Linked DNA regions of Sus scrofa: region 1 is linked to region 2. Evidence: chromatin contacts called from public HiChIP or PLAC-seq data. All regions are on one chromosome and are shown on one strand. Each heading gives the region's core, a stretch centred on a gene start, on an enhancer-like site or on the middle of the called end of the contact. The rest is flanking DNA. Distances are from core to core; before and after follow the strand shown. Region 1 holds the start of TCAP (titin-cap (telethonin)). Region 2 holds the start of MIEN1 (migration and invasion enhancer 1).

The links. HiChIP or PLAC-seq counts read pairs in DNA pulled down with a chosen protein or histone mark.
Region 1: a contact with region 2 is called in an H3K27ac HiChIP or PLAC-seq map of skeletal muscle. The contact joins the promoter of TCAP here to the promoter of MIEN1 in region 2. A contact is called at or near these places in 5 of 47 Hi-C or Micro-C datasets (blood, embryonic fibroblasts, heart right ventricle and 1 more) and 1 of 2 datasets of contacts at active chromatin or transcription factors (skeletal muscle).

Annotation. Positions count from the first base shown.
Region 1 is chr12:22,650,081-22,654,318 of Sscrofa11.1, reverse strand. It overlaps TCAP (titin-cap (telethonin)), which reads left to right and starts at 1,415. Exons shown (of 2, transcript NM_001145754.1): 1 at 1,415-1,524; 2 at 1,790-2,653. The coding sequence starts at 1,415. The coding sequence ends at 2,183. It also overlaps a transcript of PNMT not described here.
Region 2 is chr12:22,586,302-22,590,796 of Sscrofa11.1, reverse strand. MIEN1 (migration and invasion enhancer 1) reads right to left here and starts at 2,603. Exons shown (of 4, transcript XM_003131517.5): 1 at 2,444-2,603; 2 at 2,243-2,340; 3 at 1,420-1,496; 4 at 885-1,332. The coding sequence starts at 2,532. The coding sequence ends at 1,249.

The DNA of each region.
Region 1 (4,238 bases), core at 166-2,665, 65 kb before region 2:
CTGGGGCCCCGGACTTTCCAGTCCCTGAGGCACGTCTGGGTCCCAGCCTCTGGGCTCACTTGCCCACCTTCTCTGCTCCACCTCCCTGGGGCCACCAGGAGAGCGGCCCTCCCCGCCCTGTGCCTGCAGGCTTCCGGAGGGGCTGACTTGCTTAGAGCCGAACCCCCTTGGCCCTGGCCAGGCCTGTGACCCTGCGTGAATCTACCTCGCTGAGCCTTCATTTCCTGCCTTATAAAGAGACCAGGAATCAGGTGCAGCGCCTCAGTAATCCAGAGGCTGCTGTTCCGCCCCAGGCGGGGCCCACGGACCTTAGTGCTGGGTTCTCCTCCCAGCTCCTGTCCCTCCCTCTCTCGGTGCCCTTTGCTTTGTCTGCTCAGGGACGCCCTCATTCCCCCTCCCCCGTGCCCTTCACCCTGGGTGCAAGCTTTTTGCAGCATGAGCTGCCGCCCTCGATGCTGGGCTGTCCCCACAGCCCTCCTACCGGCCTGCTCCCTGGGCATGAGAGCCAGGTCCTTCCCAGGCGGCACCTTGGAGCTGGTAAGAGCTCTTCTGGTGAAGCGGCTGTGACCAGAAAATGGGGAAAATGAGGCCCAGAGAGGGGCGCGTAGTCACACAGCCTATTTGTGGCTGATGTGGGGCTAGAGTCAGATCTGATTGCTGCTCCTTGGAGCCCCTGGATTCTTGTCTCGCCCCACTTGAGGTGTCAGGGGAGGGGGGCCAACACCCACTGTGCTCCCTCCACCCCCACTGGCCTGACTCGGGAGGCTGCACCTCTGGCCACTGGACCCAGAAGAGGAAAACACCCAGCAAAGGTTTGTGTCCCAGATCCCACGTGCGACATTAACTTCCAGTACCCCTGCTGGTCAGGGACCAGACCTCTGGGTGCAGGCGCCTGAGGACGTGGCAGCACTGTCCCTTGCTGAGGGGCACAGTTGGGGGGGTGCCCTTGACTCCAGGCAGGCAGAGGAGAGCAGTGGGGACAGCACCTGATGGCCTGGTACAGAGCCCAGAGGGGGCCTCGGTCCCTGCTGTTTACAGACAAGCCGCTGTCCTCCCTGGGCGAGGGGGAAGGGGTGGGGCGGAAGGCATGTGCCAAGGTGGCACGAGGCTGGGCATGTGCCTGGTCCCAGACAGTGTCTAAAGAGTGTCAGACACCTGGAGGTGTCACTCCGAGGACCCCCGCCCCCACCGGAGCACCTCGATCTCTTCAGAAGCTGACCTCTGACCTGAGGTCAGCCAGAGTCCGGAGACCCCAACCCCCGCCCTGGGCCCAGAGTCCCCCCATCAGTGAGTATTGGCTCTGCTTATAGCATCTGACGCCAGAGGGGCTGAAAATAGCCCCTGGAGGAGGGGGAGGAGGGGGCTATTTAAAGGGCCTGGGAGGAGCAGAGCCCAGAGCAAGCCAGCGGTCATCATGGCCACTTCAGAGCTGAGCTGCCAGGTGTCCGAGGAGAACTGTGAGCGCCGAGAGGCCTTCTGGGCCGAGTGGAAGGATCTGACGCTGTCCACGCGGCCGGAGGAGGGGTGAGTGCTTCCTCCCCTCCTGGGGGTCCCTCTCCTCCCCTAGAGCACTGTCCCTGAGCCTTAAGAGGACAGAGCACAAAGCCCAGGAGGAGCGTGGGGGGGGGGGGGGCAAAGAGAGTGCTCCCCAGGGAGAGCAAGGTGGAGTCGCCCCCACTGCACCCCAGGTCCCGGCAGCCCGAGGGAGCCCCGCCACCCAGGCCGAGACTGCAGGGCAACAGCTTTTAGGACTTCAGTGTTCCCCCCACCCCGGCCTTCTTCTTCCCAGTTGCTCTCTGCACGAGGAGGATGCCGAGCGGCGTGAGACCTACCACCAACAGGGGCAGTGCCAGGCGCTGGTGCAGCGATCCCCCTGGCTGGTGATGCGAATGGGCATCCTAGGCCGTGGCCTGCAGGAGTACCAGCTGCCCTACCAGCGGGTGCTGCCGCTGCCCATCTTCACCCCTGCCAAAGTGGGCGCCGCCAAGGAGGAGCGCGAGGAGACCCCCATCCAGCTGCGGGAGCTGCTGGCGCTGGAAACAGCCCTGGGTGGCCAGTGTCTGGACCGCCAGGACGTGGCCGAGATCACCAAGCAGCTGCCCCCTGTGGTGCCTGTCAGCAAGCCTGGCGCCCTTCGTCGCTCCCTGTCTCGTTCCATGTCCCAGGAAGCACAGAGAGGCTGAGAGGGACGGTGACTCGGGCTCCACTGTGCCTGCCCTGGACTGGGCCCTTCCTGGCTAGGACCACGGAGGGGAGCTGCTGGCCATGGATGCTTTGTAGTTTGCCCAGAGTTGGGGGCTAGGGGAGGAGGGAGCCAGAGGCCGGGATGCCTGGGTCTCCTGAGTTTCCAAGGGGAAGGGAGCAAAGACAGCGGGCACTCAGGGTGGAGAGCTGGGGGCCAGCCCAGCCAAGCACCCCCAGCCCTAGGAGGGAGGACAAAAGGTACGGGTGAGGGCAAGAGGCCCCTAAGAAGGGTGGGCCCCGAACAGATTTCAGCTTCGGAGAACAATGAGAAAAAAGTGAGAGAGGATCTGGAATGCGCTGGGAAGGAGGCTTGGAGAAGACCCGAGGGAGGGGGACGTGAGGAGGGCAGAGGCCAAATGGAGCCCCCAGCACCCTCTGTTAGCGCTGCAATAAATGCTCAGTCACCTGCCAGACTTTGTCTCTGTCCTTGTGGTTGTGGGGCCTACCCACTGGTGTCCCCCTGCTCACTTCTGGGAACCGGCCCTGCATCTCGGCTAAATGTGGCAGAGCTAGTGGGTCGCCCACGCTTGTGTGGGGGAGTGTGGCAGGGACAGAACTGTAAACAGGGTGGCCGTTCAATCCCCCTTCCTTATGGTGACTGCTGTGCCGAACTGGCCTCCGTGTCCAATCCTCTGGCACTGGGCAGTGCCCGGGAGGCCAGCTGGCATTCAGGGTTTGCTTAAATGATCTCATGGATAATATGGAGGGGGCTGGCACCAGGACTGTCCTTAGCTGTGCCTCGGGGTGTGCATGGGGTCAGTGACCCCAAGACTGACCTATCTTGGTTCTGAATCCAGACAGAATCAATCCTCAACTGGGATCAGGTGTTCTGCCCTCCCTGTCCTGAGAGCCCAAGGTGGGTTGGGGGGGGTGTTGGGGGGGGTCAGGTTCCTGTCTGTGACCCCTGCAGCTGTTGTGGTGACTCATGTCCCAACCTGGCTGCCTGGCCCAATTAGAAGACACTTTCCCCTGGGGACAAGGGGGGGCGAGTGGCACGGAGGAGGCCAGGGGCCCATCTTGGCAGGGGCTGGTGGCCTACCCAGGGTAGAGGGGCATTAGACATCACCAGAGGGGTCCCACTCCAGGAAGACCATGGAGTCGATGTCGCAGAATCCACTTCCCATTTGGGGGGATGGGAGGGGAGACCTGGCATCCTGACGGCCCGGTACCTGGAGCGCCAAGCCATCTGTCTGCAGGCCTGCCCCAGAGGGAGCTGGAGCTTGAGCTGGGAGATGAGAGGGGTCAGACTCCAGACCGGCGACACGCCTAATCCCTTGGCGCCCGAAGGCTCAGACCGCGCCCTCTGGTGGCCCTGGCAGCCCGGAGACTGCGCCCCGCGCCCTTCTGACCTCACCGGAGTCCTTGGCGGGAACGTCCCGAGCCTCCCGCCCTCGGATGGCCCCGGATTCGCAGCTCCGAGCCCGCAGGGCCCGCAGGGGAGGCCAGGCTGTTCCGCCCGCTAAGTGCATTAGCCTCGCTCGCCTCCCCTATCATTGCTGCCATCTGACGGGAGCGGCCCGGGCTCCGCTCTGGGGCCCCGGGGCGAACGTGGCGGAGGCTGGAACGGACTGTCCTTTCTGGAGTCAGGCCGAGGGGCGGTGGGGGGGGGGAACGCTGGAGGACAGGGACGAGAGGGCTAGAGGAGGGGCAGAGAAGGGGAATTGAGGTGATTTTATAAGAAAGGGGAGTGGATACTGGACAGGGTGTCCCAGAGATGGGAAGACTGGCGGGGGAGTGGGGGGCGGGCTGGGCCCTGGGTGGGGCGTGCTGGCAGCTGGGGTGAGAAAGGGCTAACTCCAACCCTGGCAAAAGAGAAGGGATGGGATGTCGAGCAAAAGGGGTGAATGGCTGCGAGGGCTGGAGAAGAGGATTGGGGTGCTGGGTCTGGCGGATGCAGGGGGTCTTAGGGGGTCTGGGGGTAGGAAGCTGAGGGGCAGGTGCGGAAGCTGGCCTTAGACCAGGGCAGGTGAGGCAAAGGGTGGAGGGCAGCCAGA
Region 2 (4,495 bases), core at 1,354-3,853:
TGTAGGCTGGCAGCTGTAGCTCTGATTCAACCCCTAGCTTGGGAACTTCCATACGCTATAGGTGCGGCCATCAAAAGCAAAAAAAAAAAAAAAAAAAAAAAAAAGTAGCTATCCAGTAAAAAAGAAACAAAATCTAAAAAATTAAAAATCAAAAAGGAGTTCCTGCTATGGCACATCAGGATCAGTGGCATCTCTGCAGCACCAGGACACAGGCTTGATCCCCCGTCCAGCATGTGAGTTAAAGGATCTGTGTTGCTGCAGCTGCGGTGTAGGTCACAGCTGTGTCTCAGATCTGATCCCTGGTCCAAGAACTCCATATCCCATGGGGCAGCCAAAAAAAGAAAAAACTTTTTGAAAACATTTGCAGTTAAAGGAGAGAAAAAGAAAAAAGAAAATGAGAGAAGGAAATACTAAGACATAAAGCAAGTATTAGTTTGTGTAAAAAGGCAACTAGATTCCCAACTCATTCTAGGAGGTCAATATTTTCCAGTGTTAAAGCCAGGCAAAAATAACCACAAAAAAAGAAAACTACAGTCAAATAGCTCATGTAACAGAAATACTTAAACGAAATATTAGTAAACCATCTCATAACAAAAAAAGGATTATACACCATGGAGGGGAGAAAAGTAGCTATGCAGGAGTCCCCTGGTGGTTCAGGCAGTTAAGGATCTGGCACTGGTGTGGCTGCGGCACGGTTCAGTCCCTGGCCTGGGAACTTCAGTGTGCTGAGAGCAACCAAAATAAAAAGAAGTAGCTATCCAGAAAAAACCCATCCAACCAGCAAAGTTACGTTGGTGGCATAAAGGTTGGTTGGGCTGGCTTCTGTCCTCTCGCCCTTCCCCAGTCCCAGACCAGACATAAAAACACACACCAGCAGGCACAGGTGTTTGCAGTGCCACTTTATTGCTGATAGCTGACATTGCCTGGGGCTAGTGAAAATAAATTACAACTATGGTAGCATCTGACAGGTACGGCTAAGCTGGAGGGGGATGCAGGCTTTTGTGGGCACTGATCCTGGGAAAGGGGCATAAAGTGACTGGAAGTGTCCATGGAGAGGGTCTTCTTCCACCCCCAAGACCACAGATGCATCTATTCCTCCCGGTACCCAAAGGTGCGAAGTGGGGGCCAGGGTCTCTTAGTTACCAGGAGCTAAGTGAGGTGAAAGAGGCAGTGGGGAGCCCTCAGCAGGACCAAAGGGGCAACCAAGGCTTGGATCCCAAAAGAGCAGGAACCTAGAAACACATGTAGTCACAGGATGACGCAGGGAGGGCGGCTATTGGTAATCTTTTCTAGGGGTTCTCCGTTACTGGCTCTTCGGATGGCCTCAATGAGCTAGAAGGCAGAGACAGGGAATGGGATGATGCATTCGTTGTGGGGGCAGGGCGAGCCGGGGATCTTCCCAGCATTGCAAGTACTCACATCTTTCTCGTAAGGAAAGCCCCCATTCTCCAGCTTGGAGAACACCAGCTGTCCATTGATTTCGATCTCAAAGGCCCCTGGTATTAAACAAACGGATGAATGAACTGGATGCTGAGAACAGGTAAGAGTCAGGGGAAGCCCTCCAAAGTGGGGCCCTCCCCACTCTTAGATTTAACACCGGCTCTTTCTTGTCCCTCGCTGGCCCCATGAGGACTCTAGAAAGCCATTTGCCAACCCTGTATCAAAGCCAGAGGAACCTAATAATGGAGGCGTCTCAGTGTATCTTTCCCTTGAACTCAGCCTCATAACTCAATAAAAGGTTCCCTCCCCTCCAACTCTGCACTTCAGTCTCATCCGTTTTCCCCAACAGGCTTCATCTGTGACCCGCCTCACCAGGTAGGGGCCTTACGTTGGTTGGCCGTTTTACTATGTGCCACTCACTACTGTACACGATGTGAAACAGCCAATACAGAGTTCCCGTTGTGGCTCAGTGGTTAACGAACACTACTAGCATCCAGGAGGATGCGGGTTTGATCTCTGGCCTCGATCAGTGGGTTAAGGATCCAGCGTTGCCATGAGCTGTGGTGTAGGTTGCAGACGTGGCTTGTATCCTGCGTTGCTGTGGCTGTGGTGTAAGCTGGCTGCTACAGCTCCGAATCGACCCCTAGCTTGGGAACCTCCATATGCTGTGGGTGCGGTCCTAAAAAGACAAAAAAGAAAAAAAAAAAAAAAAAAAAAAACCTCAAAACAGCCAATGCCAGAGCCAGAAAGTGGTAGAGCTGGGATTTAGAACACTGACTCAGCAGGTGTTCTGCGGCCTCACCTGTGCCCCCCAGGCGCGACTCGATCTCGATGCCCGGATACTGCTCCTTCACGGCACTCGCCAGCTCCAGGTAGGTCGCTTCGAAGCCGCAGGGTTCACTAGGGAGAAGACACCTGGGGTCCACTTGGATTTCGGGAAAGGTTACTCCAGTGGACCCACCCTCGTTCAGCCCGAATCCTCGCACTGGCCGGAGCCGCTCACCAGTACTCAACCACGATGCGGACCCCACTGCCCGGTTCGATCTCCCCGGGAGGGGGCGCTACGGATGTCGGCCCTGTCTCCCCGCTCATTGCCTTGCCGCCGGCTCCCCTCTGCCGCTGCTTCCGGGTATGACGAGACGCCGCGGGCACGTGACGGGGCGGGGCCGCCGGACGGGGCCGCTCCTTACGTCTGGGCGCCCCCTGCAGGCCACGGCGGCTGCTACGTTTTGACCCCATCGCCAGCTTGAAGGGCAGGTGGGTCCAGACCACTTTCCTGCTCCCGGGCTATCAGAGGGCCTAACTTGCCGTGCACCTGGTGTCTGCTGGACTTCACGGTCTTATTTAATCTAATGAAATGTCTTAGACTGCAAAACGCTCTCCAGTTTACAAAAGGAAGGGAAAGTGGGGCAAGCGGACCCAGAGCCTGGGTTTGGCTGATGCGATAGAACAGTTGCCATTTCTCGCTAACATGCTGATGGCATTTTAAACCACTCAATAGTTACACGGTCACGTACTTCTGACTCTTAAGCGCTAGACTGCAGGCACAGTCTGGGCAATCGCTACCACTCTCCTGCCTTCGAAAACCTGAGGCTCTGAGCCTCCCATTCTGTAGGCTCTATGCTGCCATCACGTTCACGTTCACCTCCCGTCTCCTCCTTGCTTCGCAATAAAGAGCTGGGGGCGGGGGGACTGAGAAGGGAGTTCCCGTCCTGACTCAGCGGTTAGCGAACTAGCATCCACGAGGACTCCAGTTCAATCCCTGGCCTCGCTCAGTGGGTTAAGGATCCGGTGTTGTGAGCTGTGGTGTAGGTCGAAGACAGGGCTCAGATCCCCTGCAGCTGTGGCTCTGGCGTAGGCCAGCGGCTACAGCTCCGATTCGACCCCTAGCCTGGGAACCTCCAAATGCTGCAGGTGTGACCCTAAAAAAGACAATAAATAAATAAAGAGCTGGCTTCTTTATTTCCATTTTGCAGTTTTTGAAATGGAGGCTGACTCTCTGTCTCTTCTCTCCCTGGGGACATCCTTACAGGTTACCAAACCTAGCATTTCTTTAAACCATTCTTTTTTGGAGTTCCCGTTGTGGCGCAGCAGAAACAAATACAACTAGCATTTATGAGAGTGTGGGTTCGATCCCCGGCCTCGCTCAGTGGGTTTAGTATTGATTTGTAAGTGTTCTTTATATACCTTTGACCCTTGAACAATACAACATTGAACCATGCAGCACTTATGCATGGATTTTTTTCAATAAATACATAATACATAATCCAAGGTTAGTTGAACCTGAAGATGGAAACCATGGATAGGAAGGGCTGACTGTGAAGTTATACTTAGATTTTCTACAGCTCAAGGGTTGTCGGCACCCCTAACCTCTGCATTGTTCAAAGGTCAACTCTATTCTAGATACCAAGTCCCTAGTCAGATTATGATTTGCAAACATTTTCCTCCATTTTTCACAAGATTTCTTTCTTTCTTTTCTTTTTTCTTTTTTTTTTTTTTTAGGGCTGCCCCTTTGGCATATGGAGGTCCTAGGTTAGGGGTCTAATTGGAGCTGTTGCCGCCGGCCTACACCACAACCACAGCAATGCCAGATCCGCGCCGTGTCTGTGACCTACACCACAGCTCACAGCAACGCCAGATCCTTGACCCACTAAAGGAGGCCAGGGATCAAACCCGAAACCTCATGGTTCCTAGTTGGATTTGTTTCCACTGCACCACGATGGGAACTTCCCCCCAAATTTTAATTTTGATGAAATATAATTTACCAATTATTTTCTTTTGTCATTTGTGATTTTGCTCTTATATCTGAGATCTCTGCCTAACCAAAGGTCAAGATTATTTTCTCCCATAGTTTCTTCCCGAAGTTTTATAGTTTTAGCTTTTACATTTAGGTCTGTAATCAGTTTTGAGTTAACACTTGTACGTTGTGTGAGGCAAGGATCTCAATTCATCTTTTAGCACAAGGATAGACAATTGTCACAGAACCAGAGTTCCCACTGTGGCTCAGCAGGGTAAGAACCCGACTAGTATCCATGAGGCTGTGGGTTTGACCCCT